3 separate regions of the Mus musculus genome follow, and regions 2 and 3 are each linked to region 1. The links are chromatin contacts, called in public Hi-C and HiChIP or PLAC-seq maps. All regions are on one chromosome and are shown on one strand. The core of a region is the stretch at or near the end of the contact, and the rest is flanking DNA. Distances in the headings are between cores, read along the strand shown.

What was found. Hi-C and Micro-C count contacts between places; a contact is called where the count stands out from the background. HiChIP or PLAC-seq counts read pairs in DNA pulled down with a chosen protein or histone mark.
Region 2: a Hi-C map of uterus shows a contact between it and region 1, with 3 times the contacts expected there. The contact joins the promoter of Emcn here to the enhancer-like site in region 1. A contact is called at or near these places in 10 of 39 promoter capture datasets (the 3T3-L1 cell line, embryonic stem cells, hippocampal neurons and 2 more) and 1 of 484 Hi-C or Micro-C datasets (uterus).
Region 3: a contact with region 1 is called in a FOXA1 HiChIP or PLAC-seq map of pancreatic cancer cells. The contact joins two enhancer-like sites. A contact is called at or near these places in 1 of 39 promoter capture datasets (embryonic stem cells), 1 of 115 datasets of contacts at active chromatin or transcription factors (pancreatic cancer cells) and 2 of 9 other capture datasets (embryonic stem cells and liver).

What each region holds. Positions count from the first base shown.
Region 1 is chr3:137,751,034-137,754,586 of GRCm38.p6, forward strand. No RefSeq gene overlaps it. Among named protein-coding and RNA genes, the nearest start is that of Mir6380, 31 kb to the right of the region's middle. Within about 2 kb of position 1,983, at least 96 of the 459 cell types and tissues checked have an H3K27ac peak or open chromatin away from gene starts, as enhancers often do. A contact at or near this core is called in hippocampal neurons, pancreatic cancer cells and uterus, where this site is marked.
Region 2 is chr3:137,339,080-137,342,632 of GRCm38.p6, forward strand. Emcn (endomucin) reads left to right here and starts at 1,999. Exons shown (of 12, transcript NM_001163522.1): 1 at 1,999-2,233. The coding sequence starts at 2,161.
Region 3 is chr3:138,052,325-138,055,877 of GRCm38.p6, forward strand. Gm5105 (predicted gene 5105) reads right to left here. Exons shown (of 4, transcript NR_037975.1): 2 at 1,974-2,106; 3 at 123-253. Among named protein-coding and RNA genes, the nearest start is that of 1110002E22Rik, 8.1 kb to the right of the region's middle. Within about 2 kb of position 1,802, at least 88 of the 459 cell types and tissues checked have an H3K27ac peak or open chromatin away from gene starts, as enhancers often do. A contact at or near this core is called in pancreatic cancer cells, where this site is marked.

The DNA.
Region 1 (3,553 bases), core at 733-3,232:
TACAGAGAATCTAGAAGAGGCATTAAGTCACCTGAAACCAGAATTACTGGCAATGTGAGCTGCCAGTATGGTGGCAGGAAGCAAAGTCTGACCGTCTGCAAGAGCAGTAAGTGCTCTTAACTGCTGTGCCCTCTCTCATCCCCGACACACACACACACACACACACACACACACCCAGGCTCCAATTTCTCCTTTGTGTTCAATCAGATCCCAGCCTATGGGAGAGCTGGACATACTCAGGGTAGTCCTTCCCATCTCACTTAAACATTTCTGGAAACACCCTCACAGACACACCCAAGGGTGTGATTCTAAACCCAGTCAAGTTGACAAAGAAGCTGAACCATCACCACTGTGAAGATTTCACTCACAGGCAAGTGACTAAAAACTACAGAGCATGGGATTTGACCACCGGTCCTTCTGGTTCTAACTCGGTCCTCACTGGGCTCGGCTCGCTGCACTGCGCCTCACTTTCTAGTTTGACTTTGAGGACTCTGACCAAATGGACTATTCATAGTTTTACATGAAGCTTTTCAAGAATGAAACAAAAATCCCTGAAGGTGAAGCAGCTCCTGTCAAAACAGCAAAAGAAAGCCTGAAGGAAAAAAAAACATGTATTAATGCCCCATAGGACATTAATGGCTCTCTGTCCGACTTCGGAGTCATGGCACCTTCATGAGGTGCTTTGGTCTGTGAAGTGCCTACAGTTTGATTTCTTGGTTTATGCTTTTAGTGCACGGACTTCATTTACTTATCTGGGATGTGGGCTTAAGCTGAAGAAGTCTGGGATGCAGGCAGTGGGCCCATCGCCGTTCTGAAAGCATCATTGAATTCTGACTCACCATTTATAGACACTGCCCTGGGCACTGTGTCACTCCCCTCACACCCCATGTCCCGGGTCACTATACCCCTTTTTGGTGCCTGCAATGTGATGACGAGCCATGTCATCAGATAAACTGCTCTCTTCTCTTCATTTACTTGATGTAAATACAGCCGGTGGATGTCACACCAATCAAACAACGCCCGCCCTTCGGCTAGCCAGTGCTTTTCTGCTACTTTGTTGTAAGCACATTGGACCCTCTGAGTCAGGCAAGATACATTGTAGACAACTGCTGGTTAACTCACATCTGAGTGGTTAAATTTAGACTTTATTCTACTGTCCTGAAAAGGGCTAGTTCCCCTTGGAATGTGGGTTTTGTTCCATTCTTGCCAAGTTTCCTGTAAAACTTTTTTTTTTGTTTTGGTTTTGATTTGTTGTTGTTGATGATGGGATGTTTTTGTTTGTTTGTTTGTTTGGGGGGTGTGTTTTTTGTTTTGGTTGGTTGGTTTTGGTTTTTCGAGACAGGGTTTTTCCTTATAGCCCTGGCTGTCCTGGAACTCACTCTGTAGACCAGGCTGACCTAGAACTCAGAAATTGGCCTGCCTCTGCCTCCCAAGAGAGAGGCAAGCCGCACAGGTAGCAGATCCCAGACTGTGGTTCTGGGACTGGCCAATGGAGGGCTCCACGGGCCAATTGCAAGCTGTCTGACTGAAGGCTCTGATCTCTCTCAATGTCTCTGCTAAACTGAGCATTTTTAACAACTTCGTACAGTCGCTGTGAAGCATACAGCGCATATTAGTATTTCACATGTGTTCCTTTCCTTCTCTTCTACCCCAGCCCCAACCCCCAAAATTAACGTTGCCAATTAAATTTGCCAAATAAGGCAAAGGCTACTGAGGTCGATTGCAGCTGCAAGATTAAGTCTCTCTGTCCCACCCAAGTGCTTAAGAAGTGTCCGGCACAATCCAAACTCCAAAGGATGTTAAATGCTGTTCCCCTGCCACCCACTCTAGCCGCCAGGGCCCCAATGCACATTAAAATAAGATTAGGGCAATGATTTAAGCTGAAAATTGGGCTGCCAGAGAAAGCACCGGCCTCACTCCTGGGGGATTAACTATACCTATGGGTACAGAGGCAGGCGCCTCCGGCTAGCTGACGTCAGCGCCCCCGGGTTGTTTTTGCCCCCCGCAGTGTGGGAAGGAATGGGAGTGGGGAGGATGCCGGAGTGCAGTGCCTCGCCAGCGCTAACATAGCCCACTGGCGCCCTCTCGTGGTACTCAGTCGAGTTGTTTCCTTTAAGAAAACAAAGCCAGGAGCCTCCGAATAGATAACTAATGGGACTTCCATACTTGTCCTCCTTCTCTTCCCAGGGTATGGAGAGTTTCCCAGCACGGTCACGGTCACAGAAAGCTGCTGATGAGAGAGTACTGGTACTGCTTTGTGGCAGACCTGAACAAACATCCAGTTTAGGAAGTGATAAGGACTTCAATATTTGGAGAGAGTTCTGGAATGTTCTTAGCAGTCTTCACAAAGAAAGCAGACTGCAGCAGAGGAGAGAGATTTAGACTGCCCTCCGTGAGCCAGCTTCTCATGGCGACAGCCTGGCTGACACTGCAAATGAGGCCCTGTGTTAGATCCACTCCACAGACTTAAGACAAGGCGTGGACCAGAGTCTCCAACAGCCTTGCTCAACAACAAAACAACAAACAGGAGGCAGTTACAGCTCCCGCCTTTCTACTTCCTGTGTCTATTTCACGAATCATGCCGAAAATAAGCAGTTAAGCTCTATCGTGCTGAGGAATAAATAATAAATGATTCTGACTCGACAGCAGGCAGATCTGGAGAGGAGAAATATTTTGTACACGCTGCCTTACTTCAGCAGGTGAGAGGAAGAAGACGCGTTCTGCAGACCTCCACCTGCCAATGAAGCACTGTGGTTCACAGGAGACAACATTCACTCACATCCCAACACAACCAGAAACATACACACACGTGTACACACACACATACATAGACACACAGTCATACACATCACACACACAGACACACACAGACACACACAAACATATACACACACATACACACATGCATAAACACACAGTTACACATACACACACAAACATATACACACACATACAAACATGCATAAACACACAGTTACACACATACACACAAACATATACACACACATACACACATGCATAAACACACAGTTACACATACACACACACCAGAAATGTAACTTGGTAATGTTTGATTAAGGAAACAGGAAGCCATTAGCTATCTCTGAACTCTGAGCTCCTGTTACAAACCACCACATCAACAAACTGAACGAGTATTTATTTGTTCACTTATTTATTTTGAAACATATTGGTTCCCTGAAGCCCAGTCTGGCCTTGAACTCCTGGTTGTCCTGCATCTGCCTTCTGAGTTCTGTGCATTCATACCTAAGCCACCACACATAACAGGTGTATATGTTTTGTCACAGAAAGCAGGGAGTTCAGTCCATCATCAACAGCCCCATCCTTCAACCAGTTATAGGCAGCCTCCTGCACTGGTTTGCCTTCTGTTGATATGATAAAACATCAAGCAAAAAAAACAAGTGGGGAAGGAAAGTTTTACCTTACCACTTATAGCTCACCATGAAGGAAACTCAGGGTAGAAACTAAGGACGACCCACGAAGACAAAGGGAGCAGAAGAGCAATCGGGGCCTGGATGGCTGTGAACTTCTGGGA
Region 2 (3,553 bases), core at 749-3,248, 410 kb before region 1:
TGGAGGAGTCCTTCCCTGAGTGATGTCTCAAGGAAACAGATGGTCTCCTTAGAAATGGGTGAAGGTCTAATTTTATGGTTTAGTGTGTAAGAATCCATTAGCATCCTCCTCTAGTAAGCCTGTACCTAAACGTATATGAAAGATTAATTGGTTGGGATGTGAAATCTGTGACTGCGGAATTCAGGAATCTTCTGACTCCATTCTTCACACAAGCACTGTGTTCAGGGGTCGGGCTGTGCAACCATCCTGTATAAAGCAGTCATCACTAAGAGCAAAGAGGCTACTGGTTGGTGTTTGGTCCTACAGAACACACAGTTCGGAACATCACCAATGCCCTATGACAGCTGATGCCACCTAGGCCATCCCAGGCAGATTCCTTATACCTATAATATAGTGATTTTTTTTCTTATGCCTCATAAAAATCTAATAAAAACCAGGAATATCGGGTGGGGATATAACTTGGTGGTGGTACACTTTTCTGACATGAATTCAGTCTGCAGCAACAAAAGGGAAGGGTGGCCTCAGAACCAGAAGTGAGCAGGAGCTTGTCTTAAATCTGTGTTTACTTCTGTTAGAAATGTCTTACTCTGTAGACCAGGCTGGCCTCGAACTCAGAAATCCACCTGCCTCTGCCTCCCAAGTGCTGGGATTAAAGCATGAGCCATCACTGGCCGGCTAACATTTACACAATGGAGTACTACTCAGCTATTAAAAAGAATGAATTTATGAAATTCCTAGGCAAATGGATGGACATGGAGGGCATCATCCTGAGTGAGGTAACACAATCACAAAAGAACTCACATGATATGTACTCACTGATAAGTGGATATTAGCCCAGACACTTAGAATACCCAAGGTACAAGATACAATTTGCAAAACACATGAAAATCAAGAAGAACGAAAACCAAAGTGTGGACACTTTGCCCCTTCTTAGAATTGAGATCAAAACACCGGTGGTGGAAGAAGTTACTGAGACAAAGTTTGGAGCTGAGACGAAAGGATGGACCATCTAGAGACTACCATACCCGGGGATCCATCCTATAATCAGCCTCCAAACATTGACACCATTGCACACACTAGCAAGATTTTGCTGAAAGGACCCTAATATAGCTGTCTCTTGTGAGGCTATGCCGGGGGCCTAGCAAACACAGAAATGGATGCTCACAGTCAGCTATTGGATGGATCACAGGGCCCCCAATGGAGGAGCTAGAGAAAGTATCCAAGGAGCTAAAGGGAACTGCAACTCTATAGGTGGAACAACAATATGAACTAACCAGTGCCCCCCGGAGCTCGTGTCTCTAGCTGCATATGAATCAGAAGATGGTCTAGTCAGCCATCAGTGGAAAGAGAGGCCCATTGGTCGTGCAAACTTTATATGCCTCAGTACAGGGGAATGCCAGGGCCAAGAAGTGGGAGGGGGAGGGGGAGAGGAGTGGGGGGGTATGGGGGACTTTTGGAATAGCAGTGGAAATGTAAATGAAGAAAATATCTAATAAAAATATTTAAAAAGAAAGAAAGAAATGTCTTGAAAACCTCTCTGGGCAGTAATAAGAGGCCAGCTTACTTCCTCAAGAGCAGAACGTGATCCAGTTCATACTTGTATTTGCCTCTAGAAGGTGGTCTTCACTGACTTGGCTTATGAGTTGAGAAGAGAGAAGAAATGCAATTCCTTGTGGATTTTGTACTCAAATCCAGACCTTGGGAAGTCACAGCCTTTTCAGCCGACCTGGGGGGCTACTTGGTGAGGTCTCTTTACAGCTTCTCTAAAATGCACTTTCAAAACAAAAGTTAGAAAGCTCTCTGGCCCTTTCTCAAGAAGGGTCTCTTCCTGTTCAAATCCCATCCTGACCTTTTTGTTGAAGAAGAGTAAAATAATGCAGTAACAAAAACACAAGTGGCTGCCAAAGGAAGAGAGAGGAAAAAAAAAGAAGTTCCTGTAAGGGGCTGAAACAATAAATCTCCTCTCTGCTGACCTCCCAAAGGGAGTGCGTGTATTTCCTCTAGTTCTTTATCAGAATCCCCAAAATAAGTAGGAATGGGCAGCGTCTGCTCACAGTCAGTACACCTTTCCCATTTGCTAATACGGCCTGGCCAGGCTGAGAGGAATCCTTCCCTGCCTTACCCTGGACAGTGAAGCCACTGAGACCATCGGTAGGCACCATGCGGCTGCTTCAAGCGACTGTTCTTTTCTTCCTTTTGTCCAACAGTCTCTGCCACAGTGAGGACGGCAAAGGTACGGTCCTCTTATCTTTTCTGATGGTGTGGGTGAGCTGCTAGGCTCAGTTGATCCTCGGGGGCTTCTCTGATGAGTTGCTGCTTGATTGGCTGAACAGGGTACACAGAGTTAAGTTTGAAAGAGGCGGAGGAGGCAGTGCCACAAGTAGAGAGTTCGTTTCCACTGAAGGGAAATGTTTGCTGGTGTGAGGGCCTGAAAGTGTGTTAAATGGATTCGGAGAACGTCTCAGGAAATGTGTTAACTTTTTAGGGACTAAAAATAGAATTTTGACTTAAAATGTGCTAGTTTAAAACAACGACAAACAAACAAAATTATGGTCTTTTCCGTCATCGGCCCAGAATAATAGTGGATGGGGTAAGAGTGAAAGTCCATCACTGGAAACAGTGCTACCAAAGTCTCCAACAGTACAGCTCTCTTTCAGCTCTGGTAGGTAAAACTCCGTGCAGAAGTGAATGGTGATTCACCATTAGGCGAACACTAGCATCTTAGGGGACTGGGTAAGTGGCCATTGAAATGTATCTACTTTTGTTACAGAAATATATGCACACACAAACATAATTACATAATATTTTGTGTAACTTTCAGAACAAGCCAAACCCACCACCTATGCAGGTAAAACAAACAAACAAACAAACAAACAAACAAACAGATGCATGTTACCCTGAGTTAATGGGCAGTTGAGACAATGTTCACTTTTATTTCTAACTATTCTTAAGTAATACGAAATAAACCACAGTTAAATGTAATAGCTTATTAGGGTCCTGTGCTGGGTAAGGAGAAGAACATAAAAATGAATAAGGTGATTTCCTTGCCCACAGTGGTAAATGTACTATTGAGAGAAAGACGTGAGTGATTCTAGTATTAGACAGATTTAATAAGTATGAAAGCTAAAATGCACGCTACCCAAAGAAGCATTTGGGAAAGATTTGCTCTGACTCTAGGGGACGGGCGGCGTGCACTGTGAGAGGGTATGTGTTTGTGTGTGTGTGTGTGTGTGGGGGGGGGGGGAAGTAATCCAGAAAACTCAGTTCTAATTTTATTTGCCTGTCTCTTTTTCCAAAATTTACTGCCTAAAAGATTTTAATTTATAAAAACAATCAAACGTAGAAAATAATAAAAATCACTGGTCCAACTTGAGTTTACATTTTGCCAGTAATTTTTAAAAATACTGTTATAAACTGAGGATAAGTCTGAAGCATCATACAGTCTCCTATCCTGCATTTCTCCAGAAAGTTATAAGAGAGACTGAGAACTTGGGGTTTTACAAAAGTGCCCATGAGACTGACGACCTGCTTCTAAGTTACTCTTCAGTATGTC
Region 3 (3,553 bases), core at 552-3,051, 300 kb after region 1:
TAGACAGCAGGTGTATTTCTAAGAAGTTGTGAAACCAAATTTTATTTTTTAAAGATTCCTATCATTATGAGATTCTTAAAATGTGCAACAATGGTAGTTTGGAAAATAAATATATCCCTTACCACACGTCCGACAGCATCCAGCATTGCGTAGCATTTTAACAAAAGGTAAGTAGAAGTCTCGGGAGAAAGCTGAAATGGAGAGTACATGAGCTCTGTGGATTGCAGCATCAGCACCAAACACATCCATCTTCCTGGAACACGATGAACAGTCACTGGACTGGCAAATGAGTAGGCTGGCAACACACAGTGATCTCAAGTGACCATGATGAGTCTGTGAAGCAGGTCTTAGTAAACAGAGGCACAGGAAGTTCAACAGAGTTAAGCGGCCAAGGTCACAGAGCTAATCGATACTGGTGACATTAAATGAGACCTTCAGGTTCTCCCCACAAGGTGATGCCCATTTGTAAAAGCTTCACTTTGCACAACTAACAAGAGGATCTACCATGTTCCTCTTGTAAAGAAGAAACATAATCTATATGTTGTAAGCTAAAGCAAACGGCAGGGGAGGTTTCCCCCTACAATCGTACTGCTCATTTGTAAATGCACAGAATCTTATTTCTCTACCAGTTTCAAAGAAGGGCTGATGGAACTTACCAAGGACACACAGACTGCTGGTAGTGACCAAAGGAGAAAATGAGAGAGGGCAAAATACAAAGCCTGGCTGAATTTCCACTCATCTTTGCCTCTTTGTCCTGCGCTTTATCAGTTCTTCCATGTTTAAATAACGTTCCATCGCGACGACCGGCTTGCTTTCAGACTGAGAGGTTCTCTTTATTAAGTTGCCACTATAAATCTGCTTGATTGATATGTTAAACTAATAAAATAGGATTTGGCTGCAAGTAGGCAAATAAGCTCCAAACCTAACAGATTTTGAAAGTAGTAGAGGAGGGAGATAGGATGCCATGGAGCCCTGTGCATCCTCCTCAGTCACAGCAGACCCCACGGTGGGGGAGAAGGGTTAGATTTCAGACCAGGAGCCACAAAGCACAGGTGGTACCTACTGGGGGCTGCTTAGCACATCCTCCCCCCCCCCCCCACCAACCCCGAGATTCCCACAGGTTTCCATTCTGAACCCAGGCTGGGTTTTGCACACCTACGGTGCTTTCTATCCTGATCTTTGTTTTTTAGGGGGAGAGAAACTGGAAGATCAGGCACTGGCTATGAGAAGGAAGATGCTGTTTCTGTTGGACCAGAGGGGAGCCTGAAACCAAAAAAAATAAAGACAGCATCTTCATCACCAGGGTCTTTTCAAACAATAAAATCGGGTCTGTCTCTTTATCATTGCTCTGCAGACACTATTCAGGTGAATCTGGGCAGGCAGCACACTGTCTCTGCTTGTTTGACTAGGTCTTTGATGGGTGATGGTGTCACATGACAACCAATGGGACATCAGTCTCAGATGCCTGGCAGACTTTGCCCGACACGGTCAGGGTCCTGACTGAATTGTCAGTTCAATGTTATTATTATTATTATTTTTTTATTCATCCTTCTCTGAGTCAGGGGTCTTTTGCCTCCAATTAACTTATTGACCACACCGAACGCAACCTGATTGAAGGTTGAAGTTTAAGGTAAAACGTGAAGCTGATGACAATTTGATAAGAAGGCCCAGAGGCTATAAATACGTGTGTGAGATTTGGGAGGACGTGGTCATGCCCTTCCCAGCAAGCACACAGCAGATTCACAGTGCTGTTTACTGAAGTGCTCTAAATTTAGAAGAGGCAAGTCTAATGGAGCCTGGCTCTGTGAGTCAGCCAAGAGCCATCTGATCCTCCCTAACAGGGCCCTGCAGAGGAGAGAGAATGCTGAGGCCCCTGCGGGGGAATCACCTCCAGGGTCGATTCCTGAGACCAAGCAGAGCCTTGCTGGTCAGAAAGTTTGCATGGAAGACTCAAGTTTGCAGAGCAGACTCACCCACAGATCCAGGCTGGAAGAGACAAAGGGGGACATTCTTGGGCAGTTCTGGCCAGCTTCCCAGGGCTTCAAACTTGTGGTACAACTGGTTGAATCTTCTCTAGAGGTGAAGACTGTGAACGAATCTTCAAGGCTGGAGACACAGGACATTGGTGACAGCCTGGAATCCTGAATCTTTATCTGGTTTTTAAAAAGCCACAATAGCTTTTATGCTTAGATTTTTATGTATATGAAATCTTTACAATTGCAGAAATGGTATTTCTTCACATGTACTTCAAAAAATTTTTTCTTTTTAATTTAAAAACTGTCTGGCTTGCTCAAGAATGAGTTTTTCAGCAGCTGATATTGCCATATGATTAAATTAAGACCATTTAAGACAAAAAGATACCCATTGTTTCATTCTCTTCATTTCCTTTCTTTCTTCCTCTCTCTCTCCCTCTCTCTCTCCCTCTCTCTCTCCCTCTCTTTCTTTCTTTCTTTCTTTCTTTCTTTCTTTCTTTCTTTCTTTAATTTCTTTTTTTTTTTCCCATGGGATGGGTGTTCAAGACTGAGTTTCTCTATATAGCCTTGGCTGTCCTGGAACTCACTCTGTAGTAGGCTACTCTCAAACTCAGAGATCTGCCTGTCTCTGCCCCTGACTGCTGGGATTAAAAGTATGCACTACCACAGCCCTGGTAGATACACCTTTTTTTTTTTCCCCAAAGGAAATTTCTTGAACTTGACCTAAAGTAATTGTCAGTGATTTGTTATTTTCCATGAACAGATATTAATCTCAGTTTAATTACAAAAAGGAAATGTCAATAAAATATATTCACTGGCCTTGAGGGCCTCACAATGTGTTACCCTGTAAAGATCTGAGTTGGGGATGCTCAGACACGAGGCTGGGCATGATGTAAAGGAAAACAAGATGTGGCAAAACATTTGGCACAAGTTAGCTATGGTTTCTAGTGGGTATTAAGGTTTAAACTGGGTTTTAAGAAGATGCTATAAGTAAGATTTAAGAGTCATACTAGGGTGGAGTGAGGAAGAAGTAATTGCTAACAATGAATGGAGGTGGCTGGAACAGAAATGGGAGCACTGGGCTCCTTCCTCCTGGTCAACCCTCCCCACTGGCCCTATCCCATCTGGCTCTTACCTAGCATAGAGCACGAGGCTCCCAACTTGTCTTTCTGCTTCTTCAGCTCCGAGCCCTCCATTGAAGTCTCTTTTCCATACAGCATTATCACTCAGGGCTTTGATGTACAAATCACTTATTCCTTAGTACATTTATAAAGCTATGCTCAGCATTCAAGGAGATGTGGACCGGCAGGCAAGGCAGTCAGTTAAGGAGATTGGAACCTCTACCCAGGGCTAGCCAGTTCTCCAGGAGGAGCGGAGAGGGAACCACGTTGCAGAGAATAATAGTTGAGTGCAAGCAACAATAGTGCACTGGGAAGTAACAGCTGCTGCTTAAAACTACTGAGCAGTGAGAGGACATTGAAAATTGTGGAGCTGGGAGTGGAGCAGATTTGAACACAGATCTGTCACGGTGGACCTCATGGAGAAAGTGCTATTTAACTAATAACCTGGAAGAGGAGAAA